Regions from separate parts of the Mus musculus genome. Here region 1 is linked to region 2. Evidence: chromatin contacts called from public Hi-C data. All regions are on one chromosome and are shown on one strand. The core of a region is the stretch at or near the end of the contact, and the rest is flanking DNA. Distances in the headings are between cores, read along the strand shown. Region 1 holds the start of Nkain3 (Na+/K+ transporting ATPase interacting 3). Region 2 overlaps Nkain3 (Na+/K+ transporting ATPase interacting 3).

Region 1 (2,753 bases), core at 50-2,549, 93 kb before region 2:
AAACAAAAATCCAAAACTAATGTCTGAATGGGTTAAATACATACTCTTGCCTTTTCTCTCTTTATAGACCAGGGTATCCTTGAACTCAGAGAGATCAGCCTACTTACGCCTCCAGAGTGCTAAGAGGCAAGAGACACTTGACCTAGCCTTCACTTTTTCTTAACTTATAAACCAAGAATCTACCAGGAGAGCAGCAATAGGTTAAAAACCGTGTTTCCAGCCTTGTTCCTCTTTGGACTCAATTTGTCAAGGGTTTATTTTTGATTCTTTTCTTTTCTTTTTCTTTTTCTTTTTCTTTCTTTTCTTTTCTTTTTTTTTCTTTTTCTTTTTTGGTTTTTCGACTTATTCCTGATTCTTGAGGAGTGATTTAGCTACAGAACTCCTGGGCTCTGCTCTGTTCATGTGAGGGTAGTCAGTTTCTTTAGAATTCGTGGAGAGTTTGTTTGGTATCTTAAGTAACTAGAATTAGGTTTTACTTCTAGGCTCCTCTCACTTTTTCTCTGTCCAACTTCTTATTTGTGTTTATTCTAGAAATATCTCATTATTATTAAAAGGCCCTGTCTTTTCCTTGTCAGTGTCTCTATGAAGACTCCCAAGGCACTCCAAATTAAAGCCTTAAGTCAGTTTGAGCAGTGTGTCTAGTCTCTGGGCTCTTGGGGGAACATTAAGCTCTGCTGTGACCCTAGGCAACTTTTCCTAGAAGATTCCAGCAGGGGCGCCTGGTGCGAAAAATGTCATCTCCGCTGACCTGGGACCCAGAGTCTTGGGTTGAGACCCTTATTGATTGAACCACCTCTTAGCGCCATGCCAGTGGCTCAGTCCACTGCCCTACCTTGGCCATTCATTATGTAGAGTGCTTTCACGTTGAGTTCCAAGTCTCTTGGTCCTTCCTCCCCACACACCAAACAGAACATGTACCTCTCCAGGGCAGCGTGGGTAAACCTAGCTCCAGGTTTTGCAGTAGCTTTCACCCACTCCTCACACCCAGAAAGAAAACCTACAGCTTATGACTCCACAATTGCTCCGTGAGCCTAGGCTTCAAATCCCTGGGGGCCTCCCAGATTCAAGCTCATTCACATTCAATCTCATCCTCCCACAGTCTCTTTCTCTCTCCCCAGACTCCTAACAAGACAAGACGATCCTCCCCAGAGGCGCTCTCTTTCATTCATCCCCTCCCAACTCACACACACACACACACACACACACACACACACACACACACACACACACACTCGCGTGAGCACACACTCTCACACACCGACCCAGACAGCCCACCGCACTTTCCAGACACCCACCTCCTGCATACTCCCCTCCCCTAAAAGACATTCACCCACTCACCAGCTGTAGCCTCTTCCATCCCCCGCCCTCCGCCCGGCTCCCCCTCCTCAAGAAGCCGACCCTCGCGCTAGGAGGTAGGGACCCCTGGCAGACGCACTGCACGGGCGCGCCGCGCTGACCTCCGCCCGCCCTGCACGCAGATTAACAAAGGCGACAGCGAGCCCCAGTCCGAAAGCAGAAAGCCGGCCGCGGGGTCCGGAGCCTGCGCCCGGTCAGTCGGGGAGAGAGCCGCGCGGGCTGCTCTGAAGTCGCAGGATACAGCCGGAGCTGCCAGATCTCTCTCAAGCGGCGCTGCTGGGACGCTGGCCGCACCATGGGCTGCTGCACCGGGCGCTGCTCGCTGGTCTGTCTCTGCGCACTGCAGCTGGTAAGTGCCCAGTGCGTCCGGGTCTGGAAACAGCCCGCTTTTCGGACTGGCTTGTAGGGCTCTGTCCCTGGATCCGAAGCTCCCGGCTAAAGACCGGTGAGCCGGCAGAGCGCATCAGAGGGATCCCCCACCCTCTCTGTCCCTTCCAGGTTATCTGTGCCTCCCGCCTGGTAGCTCTTGCCCGCAGGAGGGCGCGGTCTCACTTCTGGTCCCACGCGCTTGGGTTCACTGCGCCCCCACCCGGCATCGCCACGCGGTCGGGGGCAGCTGGGGTGGCGTTCCAGGAGAGAGCATTTTCCCCGCCCCTCTCTTGGACACCTAGCGTGTGCATCCTCTGCAATTCTGCTTAAGTTATGCCTGGGTTTGGAGCTTGCTCTTATTGGGACGGTTTTCTGGAGATAGGTTCTTGTTTGGTTAGAAGGTGCTTGAGGGCAGCTAGTTACTGAGAGAGCTACAATCTCACCTCTCTTTCAGTATCTGGAAGGCGATCGTAGAGGAGTGGAGTACTCCAGGAACATGTGGTTGTGCTTGGGAACCACAAGTTCAGCCTCTGCCTTTTCAGTTCCTCTTTTGATTTTCTTGAAATGCTGCGTGCTCAGGATGCGACGGACTGACAGCTGTCTTTGGGGAGTGAACAGAGCAAAGAAGGGAACCCGGCTTCTGTTTGGCTTGGCCCCTTGCCCAGGGAGTGAGTGGAATAGGAAGTTGGAAATCAGGGTGCAAAGATAAAAGACCTTTCTGATTCTATGCAAATACTCTGGGTCCTATTGTCATTAGGATTGATTCTGTGGTCTGTTTCGTGGTTACCAGAAGTCAAGGCTGCAATCTCCTGTGCTAGACTTTTGTGAGTGAGATTCATAGTCTTTTTTTTTTTTTTCCCTCCTAGTTCAGGGAGCAGACCTTGTAGGCTCCCCGCGGCACTTCCTTTCTTTGAAGCATTGCGTTTGTTTTGTCAGAACCCACAAAGGTGTAAGTTGTGTATTTTGACAAGGCTTTCAGAGAACTTTACCTAATGGTGATAGCTCTAGCAGGGCTCATTAACGGGAAG
Region 2 (2,700 bases), core at 65-2,564:
AATAATTAGTCTTTCTCAGTAAATATTTACAAATTTTTGCTAAGATCCTCGAATCAGAAAGAAGAAAACCTTCCTCACAAATAGAATAAGGGAGAGACAATGTAAAAAGAGCACTTGGTCTATATTGATCAAAAGCCTGTTTGAGATCCTTAAGAATCTTAAGTAAAATGTCTATATAATTTCTAATATTTTGCACATAGTCATTAGGATTAAGTGCTTCATTCACTGGAAAAAGAAAATCCACTTGTATCTTCTCCTGTTATTCAGAAACTATGCAGACAGAGACCTGTACTCTGACTTAGATGGAATTAATTCTCCTATTGTGGGATGAGAAACCTCTTTTATAACCTCAGTAAGAGATTAAGTGAAGCAGTGAAAAAAAATGTTTCCATGCTATGAAGAATTGGTCTTGGACAGGTTTAGGAGCAGAAGAAATTGGAGCTGGAGGTGGGGGAGGGAACTCAGCCTAAGTAGGAAGAAACCCTTAACCCTGTCCAAAGACAGTAAATAATATACTTTCAGGGTCTAACTTTATTTTCTTTTTAAAGGGTTAGTTTTGCTTTTTCTGATAATTTTCACTTCTAACTTTAACTATGTCATTTTTACCTGCTACTGGTTTTATTTGTTTCCAAAGCTGGAATGTTTCACCAGAAATTTTTTTCTGGTCCCTTTGCATCTACCTCTCCATGAATTGTTTTTCCTAATCTGGACCAACTTCTGGAATCCAGGAATTCTTCCTCAGAGAAAAAAGGCTGAAGTTCACTAATGACCTCCATGAATTTCATTAACTGGTGATGTCATACTTTACCTCTTTCCTCCAAAGATAAATTTTGTAGAACTAGTTCAAACAAATGTTACTCTGTTGACCTTACATGACCCATCTTTTTATTATACTTATGTGTACCTGATTTCCAGGAGTTCCTTGCCATTACCACCTTTTCCCTTTTCCTTCCCTTAAGTCTCCTTATTTCAAGTCCCTGTTTGAGAACTACTGATAAGTGTCAGAGCTTACTTACCATACCAAGGTTACCTGACATGTCCAGGAGGAAGTAAACTCGGCCAGCTCGAGGATCCTCAAGAAAACTTAAGTGTGGCAATTATATTGAAAGTAGTCAGACTTTTTATACTTTTTATCAGGAGCAGATTATAATGGCAATTGCCCAGATCAATAGAGTTGCAGTTGCCAGGATACAGTGACATTTGCAAGCTATACAGGAAACACAAGATTAATGTCTAAGACCAATTGTTCTGTCATGCTTTTATGCTTGCTTGACTTACAAGTGAACATACAGGAAAACACAAAGTAGCCTGAATGCCTCACTGCCTGATGGTGTGTTTCAATCTCTCAGGAACTGGAAGGCACATTGTGCTCCAGTAGCCATGCACTCAAACCTGAAAAACTTATGTCACATCCCTCTCAAGGCAGCTAAGTCAGGACAACTTCAGGATGCCCCACAATTCTATATCAGGAGTTCATGGCCTTGGGAGTCTGGTTTGATGAAGAATTTGCTGCTTTAAGAAAACAAGGAATAAGAGCTTCATAGAAAGGTCATTTTCAAGTATGACTATGAATCATGAAATGAGGGCTTATCTTTTTAACTTATGTATTTATTCTTCTCATATATTACATCCTGACTCTAGTTTCTCCTCCCTTCTATCCTCTCAGTCTCTGTCCTCATCCTGATCCCCAACTCCCATACATCCCTCCTTCTTTTTTCTTCAGAAAAGCTCAGAACTCCAATGGATATCAACCAAACATTGTATATCAAGTTGCAATAAGAATAGGCACCAAGCCTCTTATGGATTATGGAAGCCAATATGAGGAAATAACTAGCTCATACTCTAAACTAAGAGTGACACAGGGAGGGCATAGCACATGTATGTGTTTCTAGTAGGCTAACACTTTGTGGTGACAAAATGTATGAGTCATATAGAGAGTCAGTAATAAGTGTATGCACAGTCATGCCTGCCATCATGAATGTTGTGCTTATGATCTCGTTAGCCATAGGATAATCAAGAAGAAATGCAGACACATAGTCTTCCAGTGATAGCTAATATCCACTTATAGTTAAGTACATAATATGTTTATATTTCTGAGTCTGGGTTGCCTTACTCAGGATGACTTTTTTCTAGTTCCATTCATTTGCCTGCAAATTTCATGATGTAATTATTTTTAATTGCTGAGTAACTCTCTGCTGTGTAAACTAATCACAATCACACTTTCTTCATCCCTTTTTTTTCTTTTTTTTTCTTTTTCTTTCTTTCTTTTTTTAGCTGAGGGTCATCTAGGTTGTTGGCAGTGTTTGGCTGGTATGAATAAAGCTGATGTGAACATAACAGAGAAAGTGTCCTTAGGGTAGGATAGAGCATCCTTTGGCTATATACTAATGAATGGTACAGCTGGGTCTTGAGGTCCATTGATTCCCAGTTTACTGAGGAGCTGCCATGTCAATTTCCACAGTGGTTGGACAAGTTTGTACTCCCACCAGCAATGGAGGAGTATGCCCCTTGCTTCCTATTCTCACCACCATGTGCTGCCACTATTGTTATTAATCTTAGCCATTGTGACAGGTATAAGAAGAAATACCAAAGTAATTTTTACTGCCGTTCACTAATGGCTAAGGGTATTGATATTTCTTTAAGTGGTTGTCACCCATTTGAGATTTTTCTATTGAGAGTCTTCTCAGATCTGTACCTCAC

What was found. A called contact is a pair of places that touch in the nucleus more often than the background predicts.
Region 1: a Hi-C map of uterus shows a contact between it and region 2, with 2.0 times the contacts expected there. The contact joins the promoter of Nkain3 here to the enhancer-like site in region 2. A contact is called at or near these places in 4 of 39 promoter capture datasets (embryonic stem cells, hippocampal neurons, liver and 1 more), 6 of 484 Hi-C or Micro-C datasets (the AML12 cell line, hemogenic endothelial cells, nephron progenitors and 1 more), 1 of 115 datasets of contacts at active chromatin or transcription factors (embryonic forebrain) and 4 of 9 other capture datasets (adipose tissue, embryonic stem cells, liver and 1 more).

The regions. Positions count from the first base shown.
Region 1 is chr4:20,777,214-20,779,966 of GRCm38.p6, reverse strand. It overlaps Nkain3 (Na+/K+ transporting ATPase interacting 3), which reads left to right and starts at 1,299. Exons shown (of 6, transcript NM_001290410.1): 1 at 1,299-1,705. The coding sequence starts at 1,652.
Region 2 is chr4:20,684,320-20,687,019 of GRCm38.p6, reverse strand. All of the region lies in intron 1 of Nkain3 (Na+/K+ transporting ATPase interacting 3), which reads left to right. Among named protein-coding and RNA genes, the nearest start is that of Nkain3, 93 kb to the left of the region's middle. Within about 2 kb of position 1,314, at least 2 of the 459 cell types and tissues checked have an H3K27ac peak or open chromatin away from gene starts, as enhancers often do. A contact at or near this core is called in uterus, where this site is marked.